Regions from separate parts of the Oryctolagus cuniculus genome. Here region 1 is linked to region 2. Evidence: chromatin contacts called from public Hi-C data. All regions are on one chromosome and are shown on one strand. The core of a region is the stretch at or near the end of the contact, and the rest is flanking DNA. Distances in the headings are between cores, read along the strand shown.

Region 1 (4,235 bases), core at 1,074-3,573, 390 kb before region 2:
TACATGACTTTCCTTTAAATATTTCTAATTTCTCTAAAAACTACTCTCAAATCCTATATAGATATAATAAACTCTGCTTTCTCCCTGGGAAAAACATCAAGATATTATTTTGTTCTCCACTTTAATTTGCCTTCCTCCCCACATCAAACCAAGGATCACCATAGAAAGAGGTACATCCCCAACATGTTAACTTAAATTTCCCCATAACTTCCAAGATGACAAGTTACTTTCTCATAACTCACTGATTTGATTTTCACAACACTCAGCACTGTGGATAGTCAGATGGTCTCATCCCATTTATATGCAGCTGAGAAAGCCAGGGGTCAGAAGTTAAGTGAACTGCCTGCGTCCACACGGCCAGCAAGAGCCAGAACTGGCACTTGATTCAAGGTCCCCCCATCCTTGCTCCTGAGAGCGCTCCACTATTTTAAGCTGTTTATTGGCTTGTGTTCCCACCACGACATTTATGTTGACATATATTGGCACCTCGGATGCTGCACAGTGAATATTGTCTAGGTTCTTTTCATTTTGAATTACTGCTTGGTTCTTGTTACTTTGTTAATACAAATTTCAGGTAGTGGAGTACTAATATGCCCAACACCTGCTTACCTCACATTCTCTTACCACCCATCCAACTAAGACTATTTAATGATAAACTAGAATTTTATTGGAGTTTGTCATTATGAAAGAGCTTTTAAAAAGTAAAATCTTGGCTTTAGCTAAATGACAGAAGATCTTCAGCTCTTCTTTTAAATTGAATATAATTTGATTTCATCTGCATCCATTAATCAATGATCTTTACATTTAAAGTGTTAGCCCGATTGATCTAGCAATCTCAAATGTGGTCTGTGTGTTTCGTGCAACCTTTCCAGGCGAAGTATGTGCTTTGGCTTTAAATACATTTCTATTTATTATCCTCAGTAGATAACCGGCGAGATGCAACTTCTTTAAAAATTCAGGAAATCCGTGCATTTGTAGGGTGGATTGATCTGTCTGTTCGGCAGGGGGGCAGAGAAGGGCTGAAGCCAGGAATGAGATCAACTCTGCTAAGTCTGCAATCCCACAATGAATACAGACTTTCTTTCCCTGTGATGTCCTCTTAGTATTGAGGCATTCCAAGGAACTCTTTAATTATTGCTTGCTGTAGGCAACAGGAATCATCTTTCCCACTGTGTCCTAGGGCCATGTTAAATTCCAGGTCTCCTGGAGACTCCTCCGTGTCCTTTAGTGGACAGAGCGAGCTAGCCAGGAGCAGAGGGGGAGGGAATTCCTCTCTCCGCATTGTTGTCCAGCCCCTCACTGCCCACTGAACTGTCAGGCACTTGGCTGGGAGCTCCCGGAGGCAGCTGGTTGCTGCTTTTGTTGGTCAGTTGAATAAATAAAGCAGAACGAATTCCTAAAGAAGGCAAAGTTTAAAAGCCAGAGACCTGCCTAACAATTAGACACGCTTAAGGTCCTGCCGTCCACTCCCGAAGAATTAAGCTTTCCACAGTCGTCCCAGCAGCCTGGCTCCAGCCCCTTTCACCTTGGATTCTGGACCCGCCCTAACTAGGCTGTTTCACGTGTCCCACTTATCACAAAGCTAAACTTAACAAATTCAACTCTCCATCCACTTATGTCAAGGCGCTGAGCGCCTCGCTTGCCGGAAGACAGAGTCAAGACCAGAGCTGTTTGTTTGCTTCTTCTATGCTGGAAACATATTTTAGTTAAATTTGTTAGCAGAATGAGAAGGCAGAGGTTACAAACACAGCACTTCATGCTGAAAGTGCAGCCTTGCCCTACGGAGCTGCGGGAGAAATAACATTGCAATGACTCACTGTTGCCTCTCCGTTGTTATGTTTTTCTTGCCGAGTAACATCGGACATGACCCAATTTGCTGCCTAGGGATCACACTTTTTGCCTTAGAACCCCCGCATCAGCGGGCCCCCAGGAAGCTCGGGGGCCCCATCCGAAGTCCAGAAGCCCCTTCAGGTGGAGCCAGACTGGAAGACCGGGGAGTGCGTCCCACTTACCAGTCTTCCAGAGGTAAAGGGTGGGCGCCTCCGCCTCGCCCTGCGCCGCAGCCCCGCAGGCGCCGGGGCGCAGCAGCAGCAGCAGCAGGAGCAGCGGCGGCGGCAGCAGCTGCAGGACGGCCCGGCCCCCGGCCGCCGCGCGCCTCGCTCGCAGCCCCATGCCGCCCGCAGCCGCTCCAGGGTCCGGATCCCAGCGCTCTCCGCAGGGGATTGTCCTGTGCGCTCTCCGAACGTCTTCCCGAGCAGGACGGACAGCCAAGCTCTCCCTTGCTATTGTTCGCTGCAGATGAAAAGAAGGGAAAAGAGCTGCTAACACCAAGGAACAATAGCGTGCGCGGTGGTCCGAGTCGCTGCCACCTCCGCCGCCGCCGCCGCTGCTGGCGGGGATGCTGCTGCCGCTGCCATGGCGCGCACAGTGGCAGGTCCCGTCCGCAGGGGGCCCCAGCTGACTGAGCAGGTCCAGGGCTGGAGGCAGCGCGCCCGCCGCCAGCTGCAGAGGGAGGAGGGCGGCGTGCGTGGAGCCGAGCTCCGGGGGGCTGCAGGCGCAGGTGGGGGGCAGAGGCGGCAGCCGGCCCCGAGAACTCCCGTGCACGTGGGGCGTTGAAATATGTTTGCCCGCAGACACCAATAAAAAGAATCATCACCCGGCAGCCTTCAGAATGACAAATAACAGGCCTTGACGTTCATCGTCACCCAAGGAGGCAAATACTAGATGGAGCAGCCCGTGATTCTTGCTGCATATTTACACAAAGCGGCGGCGTGGGTAATTTATTTCTAAGCTGCGGCTTCTGAATCACTTTAGGTGGAGAGCAGTATTTATGATCAGATGCGGAAAACAGGAGACAGTAGGGATGTTTACTCACAGGCAAAATGCACTCAACACACTTTTTCTATGTTTGTTTGTTAACTTAATCTATTCCCACCAAAAGATACCTGAGCAAGGTTGATCTTGTATGACACTTTAGAGTGTCCTTTCTTAGCCTTTAAAATCGAATTTCCGTTCAATTAGAATTCCCAATGGCATCTCACTAATCGGGTGAAATGCTACAAAAACTAGTCATAAAATGATATTTCAAGCAGGGACGTGAAAGTTCCACCCCTCATCTCCTTCTCTCTCCTGACAACATGCCACTTGCGAGTAGCCAGGCTGTTGTGAGTAAAATTAAAGGGAAACCAAGTCAAAGGGCTGTCTCTGATTTAGTAAATTCTTTGCTTAACACATCCCGGACAGTACTCTGTCCTCCCAACCAGCACTGTGGAAAAATACCCTTCGTAGTCTAAAGACCCACATGGATTTATGTCTTTTGTTCTTTGTGTTTTCACTTTCTTATCCCAGTAGAAGTAGTATGTGTGTGTGATGTCAGATCACGCTTTATCCTTTCTCTTTTTCTCCCTTTCCTCCAATAATAATTTATTAATAATTCATTTCCTAGCAAACTTAAAATAATATCAAGGCAATATGCCAATTAGAAAACCAGCCAACAGCCAAAGAAAACTATTTCCATCCGGTCAGCAGTTTTTCAGCCAAACAAAATAAAACTCTAAAAAGCAGGAAAACTACCCATTATGAATTTACTCCAACAACACAGAGCAGCCTTGGAGTTGGAAATGAGGAAGCTACTGTTTCTGAAAGAGGAAACCCTCTCTAAGGCTCCCTGGGGGTGCTTGTCATCTGCTGAGCCTTCCAGACACAGCCCTTCTGCCTGCCTTAGATTAAAAGCAGGTTTGATCAAATAATTCGCAGGTCCTGCCTGTTTAAGTATTCTGACATCAGAGGAAATTAGCTATGTTGAAGGTTGCAAATTTGCTCTTTGTTTACTATCCACTCTGTTAGGCGTCTAAGAGGGAATTAATCGCCCAGAGAACCCAGCTCTGTGAGTCTGTGATTAGGAGAGATAAACTAGTGTGGATTACTATTTCTTCACTGGTGAAAAACAGGCAACAATCAAAAGATTATAGGCTGATAGGGGATACAAAGGAAGCTTGATCCGAACTAATGTGGGACTCCCTGAAGGAGCTCTTTCAACAGCTACAGCACGGAAGAAAAAGGGGACTGCGCCTGCCTCCCTGGTTCTCCCTCTCAGGGAGAACTCAGCAAGACCACCCCACAAGGAGGCGCGTTCCTAGCCTGTCTGTTTATGTTTCTAAGCCTTTGTTAGTGCTCTAAACCCTGAAATCTCTCACTCTGGCACTTCAAAGTGGAAGTACTCTGCTAATAGCAGT
Region 2 (4,124 bases), core at 717-3,216:
TAGAACTAATGCAAACAAAAGAACTTGGCATTATCCTTTTGATATGCAGTACATCTCTCTCGCCTCCACCCCCTTCTCTGGTATTATCAGAAATATATTTTGATAACATGAATCAAGCTAATAACATTAGCCTATGACAGATTACCTGTCCGGATTGGCCCCATATGAAAAAATCCTGAGTAATTAATTTTAATCTTATGATAATACTCATGAGACCATAAACCATTCCCCTTAATTTAAATACAACAATTTCCAACTTTAATATATGTGCAGTAATGAGATGGCAAAAGATTTTACTGTGAAAATGTACAATTACAAATACCACAACTGTATGTATATAAAATGTATACAAATAACATACTAACTACTTCATTAATTTTTGTTGTTCCTTTTGAGCTAAAAAAAGAGAAAAAACAAGCAAGCAATATACAGTTTGAGGCAAATAATCTGACAAAAAAGAAATCATAAATACCAAAGCTAATTTAAGGTTACCATAAGATATTTACATAAAGTAGTAAGTAAAATCTACCTAAGTTACCCCTAACCTCCCAATCTCACTCTCCTGAAGTAACCAGTTTGAAGAATTTGAAATCTTTTTTAGAAATTTTCTGATTTTAAAAAACTAATATGTGCTTGTACGTATGCAAAATATAATTTTTTAAATGAAAGCATTTCTAATTATTATCCCAGAAATTTGCCATTTCACTGTTTTTGTCTAAGACAGCCATTTTATAGGGTATAATCATTTTTTATTGTCAATAGTGATTTTATTGCTAGATATATAATTTTCCTACTATTGTCATTTAAAAATCTTATTATTCATTAATTTTTATTTGTTAATGTTACAAACCATGCTACAATTAACATTGACATAGGAATTATTATTCTAATTAAGAGAAATTATTAGAAGAATAATATGTCATAGACCTTTATTAAAATTTGATTTAGTGCCATAAATGACCACAGCTCTCAAAACTTCTACTGAGAGGTCCCATTTCATAGCACTGCTGTTAAAGTGGCTATGAGGATTTATTAAATGTGGTCCTCAATGGAAAATCACAAATCTTAACTTTAATTTTTACTTGTTAATTCAATTATTGTTCAATATTAGCTAAAGTATTCATAATACATAACTTTAATTCAAATTGTTGTGGGCTCATTTGTGTCTAAACTCTTGCCTCTTACTTACAGAAGCATTCTAAGTACAGGCACAAATACAAGTCAGAAAGTGATGAAGCTTACTTAAAAGATGAGGACAACATAAACACCCATGGGCATTGTTCAGGAAAAGTGAGCCAGGAAGGGAAAGGAGAGAGAGATTTTAGTACCCTGCTTGCTCTGGGCCCATGTGAAGAAAGAGAAAGAGAGCCCCTTCCCCTTTGCCAGAGTTCCTATGAGCTTAGAAAAGGGAGTGGATACATGGTACTGCCCCCAGGTTCCAGGTAAGGGAGGTACATCTTGAAGGGGACATTTGATTGACAGGTGAGTGGGTAGGATTACATAGGGCAAGGGGAGGTGTGGCTTCCAGCTAGTGATCCTAAAAACAGCTACCTGCCTTATCCCAAATCATTATGAACAGTTGAAAATACGAAAGCTCATCTTACAAATATTTTATCTCTCTCAGCATAAAAACTGTAATAAGCTAGTTTAAGTGTGTTTTTTTCTTCTCTAACAGTTTTGTATGTAGAAAAAATAATTTACTTGTTTTTTTAAAAAAGTAATGAGTAGCAATCATTTTAATTAATTGCAATGTGGCTTTTAAAAAGAGCTTGGGGCCTAATTAGACTTCCACATGAATATTATCAGCATGAGTGTTCTATTGGAGGTTACTCAGGGATAATTCATTTTTGACTGGTTATTCGTTTTTTGTTGCAACCAGCTTGTCATTTGAATATCCCCTGGGGGTGGGTAACCTAACAACTTCCTCACCCTGCTGAGTAATCAGACTGGCAGAGCCTGTAAGCTCTGCCCACCCAGGCTGGGAAAGGTTTGCGTTGTGGTGGAAACTCAGTATTTACTCACTTGGAAGACACTGGTGGAACTGGAATATTCTCTTCATTGTGTCCTTTAACAGGGCCTGGAAGATCTGTCATCTAAGCAATGCTGACTAACATTGGTCTTCTTGGGAGATCTCTGTTCTCCCATTTCAGGAAGAAGAAAACTTAGGGGTATTCACTGGCACCCTCTTCCTTGCTAATGCAAACCTAAGGTTGGAAGCTTTCCAGAAAATCCTATGCATGAGGGCTTTATCGTGCGCTGCAGCCTGCCTTCTGTCCTCCCTAGTCTGTAGCCTTCCTTCAACCACAGGGCTCCAGAAAGATCTCACTCTGGCCCCACAGAGCCTACACAGCTGAATGACAGCCGCAACATGGGCAGGTTTGATGTTCTGGGAATAAAGAATTCCACTTCCTACAGTTATTTTTTTTCTTTTATGGGGAGAAAAAGAAACAATTTTTCCCAAAATATTTGTTTTTGACTATTGTGAGCACTTTTTCTCAGTGCAAGTGCCCACATTTTTCAGCAAGCTCTGTTGCTGCCTTGCAAGTTTTTCTCATGGATTGAACCAGCCAGTCTCGTCATGGCTTCTGGATACTGGAAAGGAAGTGGTCAGACTTTACATTGACCTCTCACGTTCAGCTGGTGACATCTAAAGTGTTGCAGGCGTGGTGCCTTATGGCATTACACGGGTCATGGCTGGCCTCCTTGAAATGGGGACATAGGTTCAAATCCAAAGAAATAATTGACTTATCACATGAAGGAGTTTGAAAATAATTCCTGTTCGCTCTTCTAGTCCTCAGAAAATGTCAGTCAGTTGAGAGACTGCATCAGTAGTGTGCACAGTCAGATGAAGTATCCTGAAGCCAACCCTTTGCAGAATCAAAGTCTTTCACAGAAATGAATTCACAGGTTTTGGTGCCTGCATTATTTGGGATTCTGTAGCGACACAGAATTGCTAGGATATGCATGTGGGTATGTGGAGAATTTATCAGGAGGTTTGGCTCATGTGATTGTGGCAGTGAGAAGTCCCTCCACGGGTGGTCTGCAGGCTGGATGGCCTGGGATGCTGGTAGCACCGCCCAGTCCAAGTGCAGGGACCTCAGGACCGGAGAAGCTGAGATGTGAGACTCAGAGGCTGAAAAGCCCGAGTGCCAGCAATGGCGCTGCCGCTGTGGTCCCAGAGCCCGAAGGCTAGCAGCTGACATCTGAGACAAGAACAGAAAGGGGCAGGCGTCGTGGCTCACTAGGCTAATCCTCCGCCTTGCGGCATCGGCACTCCGGGTTCTAGTCCCGGTTGGGGCGCCAGATTCTGTCCTGGTTGCCTGCCCCCCTTCCAGGCCAGCTCTCTGCTGTGGCCAGGGAGTGCAGTGGAGGATGGCCCAAGTGCTTGGGCCCTGCACCCCATGGGAGACCAGGAGAAGCACCTGGCTCCTGGCTCCTGCCATCGGATCAGCGCGGTGCGCCGGCCGCAGCGCGCCGGCCGCGGCGGCCATTGGAGGGTGAACCAACGGCAAAGGAAGACCTTTCTGTCTGTCTCTCTCTGTCCACTCTGCCTGTCCAAAAAAAAAAAAAAAAAAAAAACAAAACAAAAAAAAAAACACTGGAACGGATCCCAGCCCTTCTCATTTTGCCTCTCTAGATCTCCAAACCATTGATGATGCCCACACACATCAGGGCTGGGTCTTCTCACTTAGTGCACTCACACTCGTATGCTACCTAATCTCAGTTGGAAACACCCTCAGGCACACTCAAAGTTATGCTTTTCCAGTTTCTATGTATTCTTTAACCTAGTCAAATTGACATGGTAAAATGAACTATCACTGTGCCTAGAGCCATGGCTTCAGGTTATGGAATAAACAAGCAAACCTAAGAATTTCTTGCAATTAATAATCTGTTCTCCAGACTGGCATTGTGGTGCAGTGGTTAAGCTGCCACCCACAATGCCAGCATCCCATATGAGTGCCAGTTCGAGTTCCAGCTGCTCCACTTCTGATCCAGCTCCCTGCTAATGTACTGGGAAAGCAGTGGAAGATGGCCCAAGTATTTGGGCTCCTGCCACCCACATGGGAGAATCAGATGAAGTTTTAGGTTCCTGCTTTTGGCTCAATCCTGGCCATTGTGGCCAT

Evidence for each region. Hi-C and Micro-C count contacts between places; a contact is called where the count stands out from the background.
Region 1: a contact with region 2 is called in a Hi-C map of an unstated tissue, with 5 times the contacts expected there. The contact joins the promoter of THSD7A here to the enhancer-like site in region 2. A contact is called at or near these places in 3 of 6 Hi-C or Micro-C datasets (embryonic fibroblasts, skin fibroblasts and an unstated tissue).

What each region holds. Positions count from the first base shown.
Region 1 is chr16:34,238,137-34,242,371 of mOryCun1.1, reverse strand. THSD7A (thrombospondin type 1 domain containing 7A) reads right to left here and starts at 2,323. Exons shown (of 27, transcript XM_070059784.1): 1 at 2,013-2,323. The coding sequence starts at 2,172.
Region 2 is chr16:33,848,938-33,853,061 of mOryCun1.1, reverse strand. No RefSeq gene overlaps it. Among named protein-coding and RNA genes, the nearest start is that of TMEM106B, 71 kb to the left of the region's middle. Within about 2 kb of position 1,966, at least 1 of the 8 cell types and tissues checked has an H3K27ac peak or open chromatin away from gene starts, as enhancers often do.